2 separate regions of the Cricetulus griseus genome follow, and region 2 is linked to region 1. A link is a contact called in public Micro-C data. All regions are on one chromosome and are shown on one strand. The core of a region is the stretch at or near the end of the contact, and the rest is flanking DNA. Distances in the headings are between cores, read along the strand shown.

Region 1 (6,954 bases), core at 2,299-4,798:
TTTAGTCTGCATACATATAGAAAAGTTTACAAGAAGATTCACATATTGATTACATATTTTAGGTGAATTCTTTTTTTTTTTTAATTAGAAGTTAGTAATTCACCCGATTCAAGATGGCAAACTGAGGACTTCAGAAGCTCCTCTTTTCTTTTTAGTCCCAATTGAAAGTTCAGAAAAATTCTTAAATGAACAAAATCAATAAGCACACAATGATTATACACACTTGTGGGTGCAGTATGAAGCATGTGATTGGTGTGGAACATGTAATTATCAAACCATGGCAATCAATGTTTCTATCCCCTAGTTATTTGTCACTATGTGTGTGCAGCTATTTTGAAATATATAGTAAATAAACTACATTCTCCCCGCTGCTCTGTGAAACATGTTTCCCTTTTTACAACTCTGTATTCTCTCCTCCCAATTCATCTGGCCTCTAGTGACCACTTTTACTCTCTACTCCCGTGAGATCAGTTGTTTTAACTTCCATGTGCAGAAAAATACATAAAAGGATGATGTCACAGTCGAGGAAGAGACAGTATGGGCTAGACCAGACAATCTGACAAAGTCCTAGAAGTTAGAAATCAGACAGGATCAACATATAAATTGACAGAGAAAGCAGAATAAGAATCTAAGCCAAGCTCAGATATAGTGGAGAGCCTTCCTAAAGATACCAGGTAGGGTCTAAAGTCAGAATTTATGAGTATAACAAGTGGAGTGACTTATAAAGTTGTCATGGGGGACCATAAATTGGTATTAATGGGCATTCAGGACACAGGAGCAGCTTGATTTCAGACCCCCACAAAATAGATCTGAAGTGTCCATGATAATAATGAGGGAAAAGAAAACTCTCCTAAAAGCGTTTTTTGCTCAAGATTCTCTCATTTTGGTATTCTTAATCATGACCTTGCAGGGGAGTCAATCCAATGAAATTCAGAGACAAGGAACCTGAACTCATGTAGAGAGAAATAGGACTGTCTTCTGTGGGGAAATCCAGACGACCAGCTCCTGCCAATCTATCTGGCCCTCCATGCTCACAGCCACAGACAGATGTGAGCTCCTCAGAAGGTGCTTGGAATATGCGAACTGGGAGGCCATGGCAACCAGTGTGTAACATGATGGCAAATAACAGTGCAAGCAGCAAATCTGGAGCAGCGCAGGAATGCTTGGGTAAGACACAGAGGTCTCATATTAGGAAACTGTAGTGCTAGACACTCAGCCAATCCTGTATCGATTGATGTAGAAAAAACATCTGCACTGTTTTATTATGAAATGGAAAGCAGGCTGTGAGATAGCATGCATGCTTTGTGACACTTTCAAAATTATTCATTTATTGTGTGTGTGTGGGGTGTGTGTGTGTGAAAGTACCACAGCACAGGTGGGGAGGTCACAGGGGGAGCTTTTAGAAGTTGTTTTGAAATAGGGTCTAACCCTAAGCCTAACGCACGGCACTCACTTCACAGTGTCCCAGCACACACATGCACAGTGTCCTAGCTCACACCTTATCATTCATAAGACATAATTCACATTTTGATTCATAATTCATATTTCATGATTCATATTTTGTAAATCATATTTCATGCTTCATAATTCACATATCATATTTCAGAATTCATATTTCACGAATCATATTTAATATTTCAAAATTCATATTCCACAATTCATAATCCACATTTCATGTTTCATGATTCATAATTCATGATTCATAGTCCATATTTCATAATTCATATTTCATGATTCATACTCCATATTTCATAATTCATATGTCATGATTCATATTTCATAATTCATGCTTCATGATTAATAATTGATGTTTCATATTTCATATTTCATAATTCATAATTATTTCATAAGTAATAGTTCATAAATCATACCTTATATTTCATAATTCACATTTCAAAATTCATATTCCCCGATTTATAATCACTTCATATTTCATAATTCATGTTTCATGCTTATATTTCATAAGCAATATTTTGTAGACCATATTTCATAATTCATATTTCAAAATTCATATTCCATAGTTCATATTCATAATTGATGTTTCATAATTCATATTCTATCATTCATTATCATAATTCATATTTCATGATTCATATTTCATGATTCATAATCCATGTTTGTTGGAGGCTGCATTGGGTGAGCTAGCTTAGGCACTGCTGGAGAGCTCACCTGGGCTGTTATGAGGAGGAAAAAGCTGGCAGGCTGACAAGCTAGCTGCAACCCATGCCCGGGGCTACGAGTTGGCCCGCCCCGACATCTACCTCATCTATGTGAAGGGGATGAACCTACACATCCAAAACAGCAGGATCTCCGTGACACAGGGCAACAACAGGGTATCCAAGAGAAGCCCCAGGGAGAGCAGAAACCAGAGACCTCGAGCCCGAACAATGACTTGTGGCAATGAACCCTCATTTCCAAGAAAAGATAATGGACTAAAGGGTAAATTGTGACTCATTGACAAAGGTTTTTCTTCTTCCTTTTTTTTGTTTTCATGGTTTGGTTTTTGGTTTTGATTTGGGTGGGGGAGTTTTCAAGGGCAGATTCGAGGAGACAGGGAGATGAGTAGGATCAGAATACACAATGTGAAATCCTCAAAGAATCAATAAAAGTTAAAAAAAAATCATATACTGTGACCAAGTTGTTTTCATCCTGAAATGGTTGAACATAGGCAGACCAACATGTATAAAACAGCATATACATAGACTTGAGATAAAGACCAAAATAGAAAACGAAACAAAAAACACGATCATCTCAACCAATGCAAGTAACACCTTTGGCGAAGTTCAACATCTCTTCATGATACAATTCCAGAATAAGCCAGGAATAGAAAACAGACTTAAACACAATAGAGGCTCTATGTGACAAACCTGAGGTCAGCATTTACTACGTGAGGAAAGCTCAGAGTATTTGTCCTGCAGTCTGGAAGGACTGAAGGTTACCCACTCCTTCAGTTCTTATTCGATACAGTGCACAAGAGCAGGAAGACAGGAGACTCATGTTTGCTCTAACTTTTTGTCTACATGGACAGAAGTCCCTGTTACTCTTGAAGCATACCGCCAGGACTGTGCGTCTTGTATGAATTTCGAATATGAGAGGGAAACTGGTTGTCAGGAGAATAACAAACAATGTGATAAAACACAGTGGACAAACTGCTGTGACTGTTCTACTTTCAGCGCTGTGGTGAGGAAGGAAAGTTACACCATACAACAGAACTAACTATTGGGGGTGGGGGAGAAGACGACAGAAGAGGTCTCCAGGACCAGAGGACCGGAGAACGCAGGAGGGGCCTACTTTTTATAAGGGGTGTAGGGCATGCACAGGACCCCTTAGGGCTGGCCAGTGTGAATGCCTGAGTACTGCCAAGAGCATGCACACAAGGAGTGCTCTCGGTGGCTGCAGTAGAAGACCATAAGGGCAGGCCGGAGTTAAGGCCTGAATGCTAACAACTGGAGGTCTCCTAAATTTCACAGAGCTTGCTGCCACTGAGTAAGGAATCTAGTTCACAGACTGTTGAAGTACTTCCACCCAGCAGCACCGGTTTATCAGGCTCACATTCCTAGGGTGTAGGCTAATGTAGACTGGGCTAGAGGTGATGGTGATGCAATGTTTGCAAGAATGGAAAAAAACCTGGTGGACATCCCCAAATACAAAACAAGGGAGGGCCAGGGAGACAAGGAGGTTCCAGAACCCACAAGGAGGAGGGGGAGAATCACCTCCTGCAGCTGTCCTTTGAGCACAAGGAGCACACAACACACAATAAGTAAACAGATAAACGGGGAAAAAAACCGAAGAGAATGAGAAGCAGCTGATCAGCGGTAGTAATTGCTTATTACAGGGAAGAACTGTGAACTTTTTACGAATGCAGACTTCTGCAGCTGGAAGCAAAAAGAGCACAGGTTAAGAGCCCGCAAAGTTAAATGCCCACAGGAGCCAAAGAAGTGATGAGCGAATTAATGAAGTAGGTGTCCTGCTTCAGAGAATGGGGAATGTGCTCTTCTTAGAGCATCTGCCACTCAAACCCAGACTTCCTGAAAACACAACCAAGGACAAAGTGCTGGCGTGCGAACCTGGCAATGTAAGCCCCTGCAATGAACGAAAGAAGAGAAGGGAGAGCCGGAAATAAAGAGTGAGGGAAAGTGGCCACAGGAAAACCGGAGCCATGTAAGCTGGAGGAAGAGCCCAGTTACCAGGGAAGTGAGCCAGAGCAAGGTCCTCGAATTCTTATACCCCATTATCACCACAAGGTGGCGACCTCGAGAAATTAACTCCCTAGACAACCCTGCTTCCTTTAAGCCTTGTTTGCTAAAAACTGGGCTGAAAGAGGTGAGCCAGGCAATGCTGTGTCGTCTTCAAAGCCTGGGGTAGCTCTCTGGCTTCCAAGAGAAACAGATCTTGGTGGGGCACTCTGAGTCGGTGCTGCTGACCCCCACAGTCCAAAGTTAGATGTAAGAACATATAGAGGTCTTCCCCTTTCTCGTGCAGGACATTCTCTGAGAAATTTCAAGAGGCAGGGATCACTCTAAAAAGGTTTACCATTCCAAGCAATGAAGTGTGGCCACTAGACTCTGTTCTGGCCAATGGTGTAACTTTTTGTTCACGACTTCAAAATATACGGTTTCCTGTACATCTTTCTGGGTAGAATATCGACACAGAGATTAGTTCTCTTGGGTCACAGAAATGAGAACATTAACCTAGGAATGACTAAGCGAAACCACACAGACAGCCTAAAGTTTGTACAATAAAACAGGCAACTTCCTCCCTCCCTCCCTTCCTTTTTCCCTCCTCACTCCCTCTCTCCCTCTCTCCCCTCCTTAACAGAGTCTCAGTAGGTTGCCCAGGGTGACCTCAAACCCACAATCAACCTGCCTCACCCTCCTGAGTACTTCTATTGAGACACACGCTCCCATGTCCAGCTCAGTTATTTGTTTATAGAAAAATCTAAAGCCATAAGTTTTAAAAACTGCTTGTACTGGTGTCTGGTCCTTGGGATGTTAATACAAGAAGCTTGTAGAAATATGAGAGTGTACTGAGGACCAGACACTAGATGGCACTTTCAGAAATGACTCTGAAAACCACACTGCAAAATGGCAGCTGCTGTGCCTGCTGTATCAGAGTCCTGGTGAGGATGTTGCTGCGAGCAGGAAGCTGTCAATACTGCTTCCTGCTGTGTTCCTGAGGCCCTGCTGCAATCTGCACCAGGAAAACAATGCCCTGTGGATTCATGACATCCGCAACAGAAGTGACTGGCACTGAGACCTCTGTTCACTCAGCGGCAGAGAGAACCAGTTCCAGAGGTGCCTGCCAGTAGAAACGTGCGCTGATGCATCCAATCGGCCAACTCTAAGTTTCACTTGAAACCAAATTAGGCCCATCACCTGGAAGACCTAGGCGAGGGGGTGAGGATCCAACATCGCACTTGGATACATGGCAAGTTTGAGGCTAACCCGGGCTACATGAGACCCTATTTCAAAAAACAAGACAAACTATGAGAATAAGGGAAATATAATTTTCAGCTTTCTGGACTCTGAGATTCATTGAGACATTGTGCCAAACCAAGAGAAGTCTGGAATACTATGCCTTCAACCTTTACAGTCCATCCAGGAAAAAATAGAGAAGGCACTGGACTGGAGAAAGAGTAGATAAATAAATGGGTGCTATGGATCAATGAGTGCAGTAAGAGGTTCAGCCACTGTGGTGGTTTGAATAATAATGCCCCTGTAGACTCATATTTGGATGCTTGGGGAGTGATATTGGGAGGTGTAGCTTTGTTGGAGTAGATGTGGCCCTGTTGGAGGAAGTGTGTCACTCAGGGGTAGGCTTTGGGGTTTCGAATTCCAAGGAAGGCCCAGTGTCCCTCTCTCTGGATGTAGAACTCTCGGCTACCTCTCCAGCACCATTTCTGCCTGTGCACTGCCTGTGTCCTGCCATAAGGACAATGGGCTAAACCTCTGAAATGATAAGCCAGATCCAGTGACATGTTTTTCATTATAAGAGTGCTGTTATCATGGTGTCTCTTCACAGCAAGAGAAACCCTAACTAAAACAACTCTAAGAATTCAGTATGTTGCAAAACAGCACTTTAAAATAATGAGTTAGGAAGGGTCTTTCAGTTCGTAGTCATGTAGGGAATTTTCTGAGAACACACAAGGCAAATTCCACAAAGACTAATATTTTAAATGTGAACTGCATAAGCATAAAATATGAAATTTGTGTGGTAAAGGTATTTCTAAGATTAATAGAAGATTTTTTGTGGGGGGTTTGAGTGATTTTGTGATTATTTATTTGTCTATTGAGATAGTTTCATGTTATAGTTCAGACTGACCTAGAACTTAATATGGAGACCAGGATGACCTCTAACTGCTAAATTCAATACCTCATTTTCAATAATGGCTAGAATGTATAGACAGAAAATCAGTAAGAAAACCATGGGCTTGAACATGAATATAGACAAATAGACATAATAGACACATAGAAGACAGTGCACCCAAAGAGAATAGAGCACGCATGCTCCTAAGTACACTGACCATTGTCTAGGACAATCACAGGACAGGTAAGAAATAAGTCTCAAAGATGTAAGAATATTGAAATTGTACCAGGAATCTTGCCTGACCTGACTACAGTGGACAAAACTAAAACCCATTACCCGAAACAACATGACAAAATCCTTACACATGAATTCATTTAGGAGACACTGCACAGGTTGTCTGACTTCCTCCCTGTACTGCCCTTAATTTTAATATGCATTGAATTCCCAGCACCCACATGGCAGCTCACAACTGTCTGTGACTTCACGTTTCTAGAGGACCCAACACCCTCATACAGACATACATGTAGGCAAAACACCAATGTACATAAAAAATTTAAAAACATTTAAAAAAATAGACGATATCGGGAAGGCCACTGTAGGACTCACAAGGAAGAGAGAGCTCAAATCCAAGTTGGATGAGATGAAGTA
Region 2 (6,954 bases), core at 3,327-5,826, 110 kb after region 1:
GTTTGTGGCTTTGCTATTCTTAAGAGTCTGTTTGCTAGCAATAAACTGTCTTCCTTTGTGTGGTAATGTCCTCATCTCCCATTTTTAAAGGATGTTTTCACTGCATTAAAGAAACACATGGAAAAGGACTACTTTTCTTGGCCTTCCAGCCATGGTTTCTGGGCTGGGAATGCTGCTTTGAATTGGTCTTCCACGTGTGTTTTTCTGGGGGCTCAGTAATTTTGTTGTTGTTTTGTTTTTCAAGACAGGTTTTCTCTGTGTAGCCTTGGCTATCCTGGAACTCACTCTGCAGACTAGGGTAGTCTCAAACTCATAGGTCTCTCTGCCTCTGGATACTGTGTTTATTTGATATGTGATGCCTAGAGCTTTTAGTTGGAGTTTTCAGGAACAATCAGGAAAATACACAATTTCCATCTTCCTAGAAGATGGAGTGCTATCTTTTTGGAATATATTGTCATTATATATTACACAGTAAAGGGTTTGGGGACACATTGAAGCTTTGAGATCACTCTTGGAGAAAAATTTAGATTACTTTAAAATGAATATAATGAAAGGGTATTTTTCCCTTGATGTATCATGCTCTATTCAATATCATTTAAATTAAAAATTAATATTAGTTAATTGGATTAAATGCATGTTTAGAATGTTAGAACAACTTTGGGCCAGCAGCTTAGATGAAGAGTTCAGTTTAGTCTCTTGCTGGATTGTTCTGTGGCCTTGGGCAGACCTCTTGGTGTCTCAGCTGAATAATGAAGATTGCTCAATTTGTTAGGTAATCCCTTATATTCCCTCATAGAGAACTCCTGCCCACCCCTATGACACCAAATTCCTAGGTTTTCCATGATACAGTGCTTTAAATATGTTGGTTAAGCCAAATAAAATCCTCAAAATTAAATATGACAAAAAGGATGGCTATTGTTTAGTAAATGCTTAACTATGTTTCAGGTTCTATGGCACATATCATGTGAATATTATCCAATAAACATTCTACTGAAGTTCAGGTTACATCTCATTTTGTAGATTTGAAAATGGATGCAGAAAGATAAAAAGCACCATCCAAGAATTCTTAATAGTAAAGATATTTTTGATGTCAAGATCTTATTCCAGAGCTGAATAATCAGTTAATTTGTATTTATTTTTATTATTTTTGGCCACCACTCAAGAAGCAATTTTAAAGAAGTGAGATGTCAAAGATGATAAAGGTAGCTAGAAAAATACATTTGTTGTCAATTTCTCCAGTAACTTTATTCTGTTTAGATTCATTTTAATGACATTAAATTATAAATGTAGAAAATAGATGAACATAGCTTATTCTTATCTGTCATTTGCCAGATAAAGGAAGCATTATTCCTGAGAGATAAAGACATAAAACTGAGGATTATAAACTATCATTCACCAGTTATAAAACTTAACTTACCATCTTTACATAAATAGTATAGGGTCTTGGGAACTAGAATTATATTAGCATTATGAGCAATTTTACTCACTAAGAATGAATAAGGAGCTATATGTACAAAGACTACTTGAGTTAACTAAAAAGTAGAGGTCAAGATCATAAGAAAGAAAAATTAGAGAACAAAAAGTCAAATTAAAAATGTATAACAATTTAAGCCATTTAACACAAAACTGGTTCCCAAATTCCCTAACAATTAGTGTTAGCTAATTTCCATGTACTACCTCACAAAATAAACTCTGATTGATCAATAACTTACTGAAACCTGTATGTCCTTAGGATTTTGACATTTCTATGAAAACACATTTTATTAATTGGAATCAATTACATAAGTTTAAGTATATTCGAACTGAGCCAAATTAAAATGTGTAAAAGAATTTAAACCATTTACCACCATACTTGGTTCTAAATCCCATAAGAAACAGTTTTAGCTAAATTCCATGTACTCACTCACCAAAATTAACTTTTAATTGCTCAATAACTTATTAAAATCTCCTCACATTCTTTTATAGTTTTGCTGAAAAACAATTGCATGTTTGTGTAGATACACTGTACATATTATATGGCAAAACCTGATATAATTAATGACCTAGTTTAGGCATAACAATACATGAATCTTGGTGAATCCTGATTTATTCTTTCTTTCACTAGGAAGCCTTCTTCCCCCAGTGTACTAGCTTACTGTGAGATTGTCTGTGTTCATCTACATAGAAATTGCTATTCTATTGGTATTACAATAGAAATTATTCAAATATGACATTATGTGTTCTCAGAATTACTATGAGTACTAGCTATGAATACAGTGATTGCAACATAATTCCTCTATGAGGAGCTAGGAAGCTGGTAATTGTCTCTATACTCTTGTTCTGAGAGTAAAGTATGCTTTTCTAGGAAAATGATTTTTCTCTTTTAAAAGTTACTCTCATGTTGGTACATGGAGAACTGATTCATGGTCATAGTTTGTATTTTTGCCATAAGTCTATTGTGTGGAATATGTGCTTTGTTGTAGGAAAGCAAGTTTATTCTTTTTTTGTTTTTATTGAAACTAAACAAAATGTTATGTGGCTCAAACATATTATCCATGTCCATCATAGAGCAGATTAAAACTGATCAACTGTGGGTGAGAAGTATGAACAAGGGTACAACTACGTCCCTGGTCACCCAACTGAAAATGTATAAAGAATTTCTATTGAGTTAGAAGAGCCCAGTGTGAAAAACCACCCATGAAATATAAAGATTTCTAGATTAGGAACACAAAGACCTACAGAACCCATCCTGCTATTAGCAAGCTATATTAATGAACTCCTATGGTCTAAACTTACTCATCTGTGACACAGGAGAATGAACTAGATATCTCTAAGCTCAAATATTTAAAGGAATTGTATGTAAACCACAAAAGTTCTGCACTGTATTCACTGCTGCAAAATAAGATGCTCACTGAAAAATGTTCTAAGTATCGGCACACATTTTTTAAACCTTAAACATTTTAAAGAAATCTTGTGGGCTGGAGGTATAACTCAGTAGCAGTGTGCTATCAGAGGATGTGTGAGACTTTGGGTTTGATCTCCAGCATGAGGAATAATGAAGTTTAAAGGACCTCAAAGAAAATTGCAATATACATGTAAAATATATAATTGTCTTGTTCTAAGCAATTTCAGTACTTCACTCCATTTCCAATAGTCAGTGCTATTGCACACATTCATTCGGTATGCATCCAGTGCCTATTATTCGGAGTTCACTGTAGATAGAAAAAATGACCAAAAAAATGTTCACTAATTGTCCTCCAAACAAAAGGTAATTCGTCCTTCAGGATACGTCTTCTCAATAGAATCTTACTGAGTATGTGGAATGCTTCATCAAGGATAGAAATGGTGCTGCAAGTGGGCAATTTAAAACCAAATGAAATATGAGATAGCACTGATAAAAATATATATTTAAAATAAGAATATTTTCTTTAAGCAGAATATCTTTGTTGCCATCGTTCTTTGTCCAACTTGGGCAGGCTATTTAGTTTCATACAGTAGTCTGCTTTCCCAATGGCCAATATCTCCTAAATATGTCAAGAGGACTCCACTGCCCTCAAAGAAGCTGCCACAAATGCCTGAAGCTTACTGTTTTCTTGAGAAAGGTGGGGTCAAGAGAGGCAAAAAGTGTGAAGATGCCAAAGGACTTAGGAGGGATTCACGAGAAGCCCATGGTCTATAGTTTCAGACCCACATCTCTTGGCTGTGACACATCAAGTCTTTGCTACTTAGGTGTGGACTTTGGGAGCCCACTCCACATAGAGGAATACTCCTTCCTGAGCCAAGACACACGGGGGTGGGATGTGATAGACTCTGATGACCCCCTATGGAAGGCCTCACCCCCCAGGGGGAGCAGAAAGGATATGTAATAGTAGGGTTTTAGTTGGGGGGGTGTAGGGGAGGAGGGGAGGGAGAGGGAACTGGGATTGACATGTAAAACAATATTTTTCTAATTCAAATACAAAAATCTGTATGACACTAAAAAAAAAAAGTCTTTGCTACATGGACTGGTAGATTTCTCCAGCTCGACCCACAGCAGCACGGCCACCCACTTCACCCCCAAATGCGGAGCTCGTGCCCACCTCCTACTCTAGACAGGGCAACCAACCCCAAGGGACCCACCCGCCCAGGGTTGGCCTGCCTTCCAGGGCCATCCCCATCACCCAGCCCAGGCACCATTTTCCAGGAACTGGCCTCTTCCCCAGAAGTCCCCGCCCCTCTTTCTGAGAGCACCCAATGGGTGGAGCCGGGGCGGCGGTGGGCGGAGACTAAGGCGGGCCCATTTAAAGAAAGGCGGCGGGCGGGCGAAAGCAGGCGAGAGGAGAAGAAAGGGGAGCCCGGGGAGGGGGCGGGCGCCGTCCAATGACAAAGCCCCGGGGTGGGCGCCCGCCGCCGCCATCTTGAGCCGGGCGGCAGGACAGCCAGCGGGTCCTCCGCCCCGAGGGGAGGGGCGGCGGGCAAGGAGAGAGCGGCGAGCGGGCGAGCGGGCGAGCGGCGCCGGGCGGGCGGGCGGCCCAGCGGCGGGCGGCGCCGGCGCGGCGCAGAGCGGAGCGGAGCGCAGCGCGGGTCTCGGGCGAGCGGGCGACGGCACGCGGGACTCCGATGAGACGCGGCGTGAAGCGGCGGCGGCGCCGGCCCCGGGCCGCCTGGGGCGGCGGCTACGGAGCGGACGGCGGCGCCGGGCTGCAGGCGCTGGAGGAGAAGGTGGTGTACTCGCGGTCGCAGCTGTCGCTGGCCGGCAGCACCGAGGCGCTGGGCGACGCCTTCAAGCTCTTCATGCCTAGCAGCACGGAGTTCATGAGCTCGGAGGCGGAGCTCTGGAGCTTCCTCTGCAGCCTCAAGCACCAGTTCTCCCCGCACATCCTGCGCAGCAAGGACGTCTATGGCTACTCCTCATGCCGGGCGCTGGTGCCCGACCTCCCGGCGCCCGCTGGCCGCCCCGCGCGGCGCCCGCGCCCGCGCCCCACGCCCAGGAGGAGGCGCCGTGGAGCCCGGGCGGCCGCCGGCACCCTGGGGCCGCGCCCGCCGCCGCCTCCGCAGCCGCCGCCGTCGCCGCCGCCTCCGCCGCCGCCGAGCCCGGGCCGCCCGCGTCCTGCTTTGGGGGCCGCACCCTGGAGGAGATCTGGAGGGCGGCCACCCCGACGCTGACCAGCTTCCCGACCATCCGCGTCGGCGACGACGTGTGGGGCGAGCGCAGCCTGGCGGTGGCGCGGCGCAGGGCGAGCCAAGTGCTGCGAGTGGACCTGGACCCCGTGGTGAGGCTGCGCCGCTTCCCGGTGCCCCGGGCGTGAGCCAGCGAGCGAGCCAGCCAGCCAGCGAGCCAGCGAGCCAGCGAGCTTCGGCGCCAGAACGGACTCCCGTCAGTCGAATGTTTACAGAACCGGCCCCTTTGGTGCACTTTATGCGCGAACGAGGCCCGGATGCGGTGCGGCGCCGCGAACAGGTACCGCCCCGCGCCCGCGGCCACCCGGCACCGCCCGACCCGGGCGGCACAGGTCCCTCGGCTTCCCACCCCTGATGGAGACGTCTCCAGAACTGGAGGGACACCTGCGTTTTCTCCCTCTCGGACTCTACCTCACAGGTCTGGAAGGCCTCCGAAGACTTAGCATTTTTGTTTCTTTCTCCAAAGGAATTTGTTTTCGTGCTTGCGTAATAAAGCCAGAATTCTACTTGCTCTTTATTCTCCCTCTCCTGTTTTCTTTTGGACTGTCAGCCCCACTTTCTGGACGGAAGATCGACTGTGCTTCACGGTGTTGTGTTGATGTAAGCTCAGGGTGTTCTGAAGCCCACTCGTTTCCTGATTTTTACTGGATTCCAAAGCTTTGGTCAAGGTTGTCTTTTAAGAGGTTCAAGTTTGTGACTGTTAATTGTGAGATTTGTGTGGCTTTGAATTTCACGAGCTCAGTGATAACCAAGAGATGCAAAGTACAACTGTTTAAGAAGAAAGTTAAGGTGTTTATATATAAAGTTTTATATTGAAGTTTCACATTTATGTTTACTGAGCTCCTAAAGAAAATGGTAGAATATTCTTTAAAAGTTTTATTTAGGAAAAGTTGACTTGCTCTATTCTTTTTAATTTAATAAAATTGAAGTGTTTTGGAACCACATGGCTTGTGATAAAAGTGAATACATTTTGAAGATTATGTTGGCTACAAGAATAATTGGAATCCAGTTGGAGGTGATTTGGCCTCAAGTCTTGGTATAACATAAAATCCAGGACTGTTAATGGGAAAAGAACTAAGATGGAAGTTGTTTAGGAGAGATCCGTGCATGTGGACTTTGTGAAGAAACAGATAAACAGAATACCCATTAGAATTCTCAGAACTGTGAATGATTATAGGGAGGGGCAGGGGCATTTCTTGGTACCACATAACTGGTTGAAGTTGTTGGGGGGGGGTAGATCTCTTTATTTCTTTGTTGTTGGATAACAAGAAATGCCTAAACTAATTCTATTGTATTTTTGAAAATGACGAAAATTGGTTGACTTTTGTCTATGAAATCTTTTTCCCTTCCTTCCATTCATAATTTTGTTTGCAATCTTTGATAGCTAAAGGTCACAGGAATCAAAAAATCGAGCCACACAGTACTGACCCTTCTTGTACACTTTTATAATAGTAGCGTGTATACCATATGACCCAGTGTGGAGTTCTTGATTATCCAAGTGCCTTTGGTCATTGGTGGCAGCAAGACTTGGTGGTTTTTTAGCCAGTGGTGCCACAGCCAGCTTTTTCTGCAATACCTAAAGGGTCAGATAGTGTTTTTCTACCACTATTATTTCCGATTTCAGTGTTCTGCCGTGGGACATCCACACTGGGCTGGGGCTTGTTAAACCCTCAGTGCTAAGGGTTATCTCTGCTTAGCAGTTTCTTAGAATAATGACAACTGCATTTGACTCTTGTGTTTCTAGATTCCAATGGCGTAGCTTTCTGAATCTATTTTAAGTTTAATAGTTCATGAAAGGAGTGTTTTGACTTTAGT

The links. A called contact is a pair of places that touch in the nucleus more often than the background predicts.
Region 2: a Micro-C map of the CHO-K1 cell line shows a contact between it and region 1, with 4 times the contacts expected there. The contact joins the promoter of LOC113835857 here to the enhancer-like site in region 1. A contact is called at or near these places in 3 of 8 Hi-C or Micro-C datasets (the CHO-K1 cell line, fibroblasts and liver).

The regions. Positions count from the first base shown.
Region 1 is chr5:169,877,658-169,884,611 of CriGri-PICRH-1.0, forward strand. No RefSeq gene overlaps it. Among named protein-coding and RNA genes, the nearest start is that of Pik3cg, 75 kb to the left of the region's middle. Within about 2 kb of position 3,549, at least 1 of the 6 cell types and tissues checked has open chromatin away from gene starts, as enhancers often do. A contact at or near this core is called in the CHO-K1 cell line, where this site is marked.
Region 2 is chr5:169,987,026-169,993,979 of CriGri-PICRH-1.0, forward strand. LOC113835857 (coiled-coil domain-containing protein 71L-like) reads left to right here and starts at 4,577. Exons shown (of 2, transcript XM_027417007.2): 1 at 4,577-5,028; 2 at 5,031-5,401. The coding sequence starts at 4,579. The coding sequence ends at 5,267.